Linked DNA regions of Mus musculus: region 1 is linked to region 2. The links are chromatin contacts, called in public HiChIP or PLAC-seq maps. All regions are on one chromosome and are shown on one strand. Each heading gives the region's core, a stretch centred on a gene start, on an enhancer-like site or on the middle of the called end of the contact. The rest is flanking DNA. Distances are from core to core; before and after follow the strand shown. Region 1 has its middle 20 kb from the start of Ache. Region 2 has its middle 3.1 kb from the start of Gm40349.

Region 1 (3,830 bases), core at 715-3,214, 79 kb after region 2:
GGCTGCCTGTAACCTCAGCTCCATTGTGCTCTCTGGCCTCTGTGGTCTGTGATGCACGGTGGGGGATACACATTTTATACAGTGGTTCTGTCCTGGCTTGTTTTATTTTATTTTATTTTATTTTATTACATATGTAAGGAAGGGAACGTGAACCCACAATGCAATGTGGAAGCCAGAGGACAACCTTGAGCATCTTTTCTCTCCTCTTGGAGATGGAACACGGATGATCAGATTTGTCAGCAACATCTCTATGTGCTGAGTCATCACACTGGTCCAGCAAGCGTCCTCTCCATACCTCCAAATACACAGACTTATCTCTCCCTGGCAAAACTGTCAGTCACAGCTTAGGTGCCCTCAGCCATCATACCTCTGCCTCATGAGTGCTAGAATTACTGGTATGTACAATACTCCTAGCTTGGGCCCTTTCATTCATTACACACAACACATGTGTTACATATAACAGCACTAAGGATCAGACAGCCACAGTGGGAGTGAGCGTGAAGCATCCCCATCTCTTGTAACCTGGCTTTAGCATCTGTGTAGGGACTCAGGCATGCCTTTCCTATGAGCTGGGATGTCACCTCTCATCCCAGCCGCTGGGGAAGCAGGGTGCATGAAGATTCCCCAGCTGGGTCCCTGTCTGCTAAAGCTGTCGCCTGCAGGGGACGCTGGAGTGCTCTGCAGTTGGGCTGTAGCAGAAACAAACACTAAAGGTCAGAAAGGAGGGAGGAAAAAGGAACTGGGGGTCCTTAGGTGTGAGCCCCACACTTTATAGTCTTGGGGCAGCGCTATTTTTTTTTCTCCCTTTGCTCGTTTACCCCTCCCTTTGGGGAAGGGGATGCTGGTGCTCCAGCCGGGAGCCTCTCCTGCACACTGGGTAAGCACCATGCCCTGATAACCACTGTGCCTCTCCAGCCTGGGAGATCCTGGGAGAAAAGCAAGGCAGGCTTTGAGGTTCCCCAAGGCGAGGTGAGCAGCAAAAGGCAGAGTGGAGAGGAGAGAAAGGGGGAGAGAGGAAAGAGGAAAGAGAGAGAGGAGGAGGAGAGGGCAGGAAAGAGAGAAACAGAAGCAGGGATAGGAAGGTGAGGAAGGAGAAGGTGGCAGTAGTGATGATGATGATGATGATGGTGATGGTGATGGTGATGGTGATGATGATGTGATGGTGATGATGGTGGTGGTGGTGATGGTGGTGATGGTGATGATGGTGGTGGTGGTGGTGGTGGTGGTGATGGTGGTGATGGTGATGGTGGTGGTGGTGGTGGTGGTGGTGGTGGTGGTGGTGGTGATGGTGGTGGTGGTGAATGACGATAAAAAGAGCAAAGGTGTCAGGACAAGGAGGAAGAATTCCCCCTGAAAGGGGCTCGGGAGTTGAGGGTAGACTGAGGAGTGCTGGCAGCTGCAGAGAGGGGAGACAGACAGCAAGCAGAGTCCAAGCAGCATTGTCAGCCAGCTGCTGCCCCCAGGATGCAGGTGTAGGCATCAGAAGCCTGCGGCTTCTCTCCTCCCCTTCTAGCCTCGACAGCCAGAGATGGGAGAGACCCCTCTTCCTGCTCTGCAGGCCTCACAGCCAACCCCGCCCCGCCCCACCCCGCCCATCCTTGATCAGGAGTCCCGAGGGTCTCACCAGCCCCTCTCTCACTGCAGCTCCCCCCTCACCTGCTTCCCCAGGGGAGGCTCTGAGGAGCCAAAGGAGACTGAGCAGCAACATAGACGTCAGCAGGCTGGGAGCAGAACCGGATCCAGAGCCGGGGGGGTGGGGTGGGGGGTGGAAGCTGTGAGCCGTGGATCCTGGCCCCAACGCGGTGCACTGGCTTTCTGCCCTGCCAGGAATGAAAACAGAACAATTTCACCTTTGAGCTGCGCAGCCTCCCTCTCTTCTCCCCGCTACCCGGACATCAGTGCTGTAGAAAGGGAGGGAACAGGAAGCTAGGGCAGGCCTACTAGGGGCCAGGTGGGAGAGCCCCACCCTTGGCCTTCCTGTCCCCCATGACTCCATCCTTTCCAAGGACTCCGCCTTCCTCCCCTGCCTCCTGTAGACAAAGGACCAGAACAAAGCCCTGTCAGCCTTTCAGCTTTGCTTCAAGTCCCCTCGACCCTCTGTCCACAGCTGTGGGACTCAGACTGTGACTCCACGGGGAATAACGCAGAATTTAACCTAAGTCTTTTCACTATCAGAAGAACTGGACTGGGTCCCAGGAAGGGAAGACAGCTAGCCACCGGGACAAAAATGCTGCTTTAGTGTGGAAGGCAATGGCGGGAGGGTTCAAGTCTCTCAGAGCCCATAGGCAAGACAGTGCGAGGCCTGTAACAACCAGGGCTGGGGAGACAGACAGGCAGGTCCCAGGGGCTCACTGGGTAGCTCGCCTCACCAATGTGGGAACTCCAGATCAGTGAGAGACCTTGTCTGGAAAAATAAGGTAGGAAGTGAAGAAGTGAGAGTTGGAGTTGGAGGTGAGGGGATGGGGAGGGAGGAAGTGGGGGTGGGGAGGGGCGGTGTGTTACGAACACACATACACGCATACACGCATGCACACACACACAAAATAATTAAAAAGGACACATACAAGATTTGGGGGGTTGTCTTTGGGAGAGGGAGAGATGTGTGGGAGGAGGAAGAGACAAGAGTACAGTGGAAGATCTACAAAGTACACTCCTCAGCAGATAGACCATCAACCACATACAAAGTGTACAAGAACACAGTTTTCAAAAGAAAAACAGAAGATGATTTGATTTTTTAAAAAAAAAATTTGGGTAGCACTGGGGATCAAACCCTGGGGCATCCGGAATGCTTGCAAGCACTTTACCACTGAGCTGAATAGCCCCAGTCCGTCTAGCGTGATTCTGAATTGGTTGGGAGACAGCTGAGCAAGTAAGAGTGGGTAGTGCTCTGTGGAGGACCAAGTAAGAACAGGTACTGCTCTGTGGAGGACCAAGTAAGAGCGGGTACTGCTCTGTGGAGGACCAAGTAAGAGCAGGTAGTGCTCTGTGGAGGACCAAGTAAGAGCGGGTAGTGCTCTGTGGAGGACCAAGTAAGAGCGGGTAGTGCTCCTTGGAGGACCAAGTAAGAGCGGGTACTGCTCTGTGGAGGACCAAGTAAGAGCGGGTACTGCTCTGTGGAGGACCAAGTAAGAGCGAGTACTGCTCTGTGGAGGACCAAGTAAGAGCGGGTAGTGCTCTGTGGAGGACCCTGGTTTGCTCCACCACACCTGTATGAGTTGGCTCATGGCCATCTGTAACTTCAGTTCCAGTGGATCTGTAGCCCTCCTCTGACCTCTAAGGACTCCTGCATGGATATGGTGCACATATGTTCACTCAGATACATATGTGCACCTTGTTAAATAATCCCGTTCCCCACAGCCTCCTACCCACCCTCTTCTCTGTTCAGGCACGCATTTCCACAGATGTCTGTTGCCCTCTGGTTAATTACGGCTCTAGTTTAAAAAAAAATGGCAGCAACCCAAGTTGGGTTATGGCCACTCTGCAATGAGAGCTGGGTGTGCAGTGATTGTATAGCCTGCTCCAGACCCTTGGTTCAACCGTGGTGTGGGTTGGTGGGTGGGGGAGGGTACCACCAGGAAATCATAGAATAGTCACACTGTGGACTACCATGCTCAACTCAGAAAGAAAAGGCATGAACACCAGGTGTGTGGCACATATGCTGTCTTGGGAGGTGGAGGCAGGAGGATTGTGAGTTCCAGACAAGTCTGGAGTACATAGTGAAAGGGAGGGGGAAGGGATGGAAGAACTTAAGTAGAAGTAGGTCACTGGGGCGGATCATTGTCCCAGGAGATGTCTGTCTCTCTTCCTTGGTTTCCTAGTCTCCTGTTCCA
Region 2 (3,988 bases), core at 872-3,371:
AGATCCAGTGGTTTTTCTGTTTCTTTAGTAGTCTCGTGATCCCTTTCTTTACTTCTTGACCTCACCCTCTTGTCTTCGTGTCTGCTGTGCTTCGAGTCTCGCTCCTTACTCTTGGATCTCTCTTTGCTCTTGCTCCTACTCTTGGATTTGCCTCTTTTCTTCACTTTGTTTTTGTTCTATTTATCATCTTTTTCAGACATGTGTCTGTGATCTGTTATTTTTTTCTCTTTTACTCTAACTGGGCTCCTTTGATTTTCTTATATTTCATTTAACTCACTCTTATCCCCTTTGATCCATCTTTCACCACTTGACACCCTCATTCTCTGAGCTCTCTGCATCTCTTGTCTCCAATGTGGAGGAGTCTCACTTCGTTTGAATCGATCCCTCGATCTGGATCTGGAAGAAGTTCGATAACGCCTCGGTCCTCTTCCTTTAATTTTCCTGCCAGACCTAGTAACTAAGAATCGTCGCTGGTGGGCTGGTGAGATGGCTCAGTGGGTAAGAGCACCCGACTGCTCTTCCGAAGGTCCAGAGTTCGAATCCCAGCAACCACATGGTGGCTCACAACCATCCGTAACAAGATCTGACTCCCTCTTCTGGTGTGTCTGAAGACAGCTACAGTGTACTTACATATAATAATAAAATAAATAAAATTTAAAAAAAAAATGGCTCATAAGATCTTTAAAAAAAAAAAAAAAAAAAAAAAAAAGAATCGTCGCTGGTATGAAGCAGGCTGGGAGTTAGGTGGGATTTCTCTCTCTCTCTCTCTCTCTCTCTCTCTCTCTGTTTTTCCTCTCCTTGTCATCGGCTTTAGGAGGACTTTTTCTCATTAAAAATCTATTTTCTGGTATAGGAGGGATCTCTTCTGGACAGAGAGTAGACTGGGGCTGTGCATCAACATTTTCTGCTTCACTTTCAGATGGGCTTTTCTTGCTTTTCTTTCGCTTCTTCTTCTTATGCTTTCGAGAATTTTTCCTATGTTTCTTTTTCCTCTTTCTGGATTTTTCTTCAGAAGCACTTTCAGAATCAGAAGACTCGGAGGAGGACGGAGAATCGGGTGAGCTATCTGAGTCACTGGTTGGGGGGGGGGGGGAAACTTATGCCTTTTCTTTTCTTCTTTCTTAACCTTAGACATCGGAATCAGCTCTCCACAACTGAGTATCCGAACTTCAGCAAATGGTTTGCTAGCAGCATCTGTTTTCTTGTTTTCAATCTCTCTCACAACTTCCTGACCAGAGATCACTTGCCCAAAAACAACATGGTGCCCATCTAAATGAGGAGTTGGTTTTGTTGCTATAAAGAACTGAGAACTATTTGTATCCTTTCCTCTGTTGGCCATTGATAAGAGAAACTCTTTGCTGAGTTTAACAGCAAAACTCTCATCTTCAAAGAATCCTCCATAAATAGATTCTCCTCCTCTTCTATTCCCTTCACTGAAGTCACCACCCTGAACCATGAAATCCTTGACAACTCTATGAAAGAGACAGCTCTTATAATGTAATGGCTTCTGAGTTGATTTCCCTGTCCCTTTTCCACCTGTACAAAGGCAGCGAAAGTTCTCACATGTTTTGGGATATACACTGGGAAAATAATTCAAAGACAACTCTTCTAGCAGGTTGATTATTAATGGCAATGTAAAAAAAAAAAAAACAAAACAAAAACAAAAACAAAAAAAAAAAAAAACCATCGAGGACGCTGGACCTTTATCCCCATGGTTCCAACACTTCAGTCTTTAAGTTGGGGGAAACAATAAAAACCAAAAATCCACCAAGGATGCCCGAGCCAATTGTTTTGCTCCACGCCGCAGCGCTCCTTCTCTGGGTTCCGAAGCCTCCAACACGAACCTAGCTCCTGGGAGCCAGGCCGCCGTCGCTGCGGCCATATTACAGCTTGTGCGGCAAAATGCGTCAGGGAGGAGGTGTGCGCCCGAGCACGGAGGGCAGGGGCTGGAGAGGAAGAGCCGCTTCCTTCGCCCCCGGGCTCGGCAGCAAGCCGCTGGGCCACCACCGGGCCCCAGGCCGCGCCGCGATCCCCGGGGCCACCCCTCCGAGCCCGAGCAGCCCAGAGACCTCAACGGAAACACGGTTACCTCCGCCCAGAGGCCCGCCGCGGCTCCGCCCCGCAGCACCATTTCTTATATCACATCTGCAGCAGCCAATCTTCACTGTCAGCTTGTCTGGATTTGGAATCATCTAGACACACCTAGACTCTTTCGGGTCCATCTTTGAGGGTGTTTCCAGAGAATTATAGATCAGGAGGGAAAGCCAACCCCGGGTATGGGCGGTACCATCCCACTGGCTGGGATCCCAGATGGAATAAAAGAAACTGTTCTTTCCTAAAGTTGCTGCTGTCAGGTCATTTGTCATAGCAACAACAACAACAACAACAACAACAACAACAACAACAACAACAACCAAGTAGGCTGTGGACATTTCTTAGTCAGCAAAATGTTTGCAGCTTAAGCAGTAGGACCTGAGTTTGGGTGCTGAGCATCTACATGAAAAGCCAGGTGTGGTAAAACACATCCTTAGTCCTGGCCCTGGGGAGACAGAACAAAAGGATGCTAAGGCCTTACTGTACAATCTAGTCAAAGCAGGAAGCTCCGTGCTTAGCAAGAGACTCTGTCTTAATATGTGTAGCTTAATCTTCTTGTGGAACTCCTAACAGAAGGAGTTGGGGGTATATCTGACTCTTCTGCCTGCTTTCCGTCCTACTGGGTTGCCTCATCCAGCATTAAAACAAGGGGAGGCACCTAATCCTATTACAACGTGATACACCATGTTTGGTTGATATCCCTGGGAGACCTGCTGTTTTCTGAAGGGAAATGAAAAGAGAGGAAATGGGAGTGCGAGGGGAGGATGGAGTGGAAACTGTAGTCAGAATATACCTTAATGTGAGACAAGAGTAAATTTTAAAAGTTAAAACAACAACAACAAACTTTTTAAAAGTGGGAAGTGATTGAGGAAGATCTCTATGCTAACCTCTGCCTCCTACAGACCTTTTCTCCCTCTCCTTCTCTCTTACACACACACACACACACACACACACACACACACACACACACACACCACGCGTATTCACAGAGAGAGTATCTGATATGGATGGGAATAGAATATCCGACTCCCATTCATCCACACAAGAATGAGCTGGATATATGACTCAGTGGTAGAGCCCCTGCCTAGAATACCTCAGTGAGGGGCAGGGGGCGTGGCTCAGTGGTAGAACTCCTGCCTAGAATCCCCCAGTGAGGGGCTGGAGGTGTGGCTCAGTGGTAGAGTCCCTGCCTAGAATCCCCCAGTGAGGGGCTGGGGGCGTGGCTCAGTGATAGAGCCCCTGACTAGAATCCCCCAGTGAGGGGCTGGGGGTGTGGCTCAGTGGTAGAGCTCCTGCCTAGAATCCCACAGTGAGGGGGCTAGGGGCGTGGCTCAGTGGTAGAGCCCCAGCCTAGAACCCCCCAGTGAGGGACTGGGGGCGTGGCTCAGTGGCAGAGCACTTTTTTTCTATCATAAATGAAGCCCTAGATTCAATTCCCAGTACTCTAAATAAAATAAAACAAAAACCCAACGAGAAAACCAACAGTAATCTGTCAGTCTTTTTCATGAATTGACAATTCATGACTTATAATTTCTAAAACCGTAAGCATTATTTTACCCTCTACCTGAATCGCACTGATTGGTCTTGGCACAGCTGCTGTGATAACTTTTCCATCAGGGCCTTGTGATGACAGAGAATAGCTCTGTTCTGCCGGCTGCTGGGTCTAACAGGTGACAAAGATGTAGATCTGGCTGGCATGGAGACACAGATCTTTAATCCTAGTGCTGGGAGAACAGAGGTCAGCCGGTTGTCAGTGAGGTAGACGCCAGCCCTCCTGTTACTTTTATTTTGAGATGAGGTTTCCCTAAGTTGTGGAGACTGGCCTTAAACTCACTCGGTCCTGCAGTCAGGCCTCGGACTTTATGCTCATATACTTCAGCCTCCTAAGTCGCTG

What was found. HiChIP or PLAC-seq counts read pairs in DNA pulled down with a chosen protein or histone mark.
Region 1: an H3K4me3 HiChIP or PLAC-seq map of embryonic stem cells shows a contact between it and region 2, with 2.8 times the contacts expected there. The contact joins two enhancer-like sites. A contact is called at or near these places in 3 of 484 Hi-C or Micro-C datasets (bone marrow-derived macrophages, embryonic fibroblasts and embryonic stem cells), 8 of 115 datasets of contacts at active chromatin or transcription factors (craniofacial prominence, embryonic basal ganglia, embryonic stem cells and 5 more) and 3 of 9 other capture datasets (adipose tissue, liver and pancreatic islet).

The regions. Positions count from the first base shown.
Region 1 is chr5:137,266,832-137,270,661 of GRCm38.p6, forward strand. No RefSeq gene overlaps it. Among named protein-coding and RNA genes, the nearest start is that of Ache, 20 kb to the right of the region's middle. Within about 2 kb of position 1,965, at least 48 of the 459 cell types and tissues checked have an H3K27ac peak or open chromatin away from gene starts, as enhancers often do. A contact at or near this core is called in embryonic stem cells and intestinal crypt epithelium, where this site is marked.
Region 2 is chr5:137,187,525-137,191,512 of GRCm38.p6, forward strand. It overlaps the pseudogene Gm20768. Among named protein-coding and RNA genes, the nearest start is that of Gm40349, 3.1 kb to the left of the region's middle. Within about 2 kb of position 2,122, at least 85 of the 459 cell types and tissues checked have an H3K27ac peak or open chromatin away from gene starts, as enhancers often do. A contact at or near this core is called in embryonic stem cells and intestinal crypt epithelium, where this site is marked.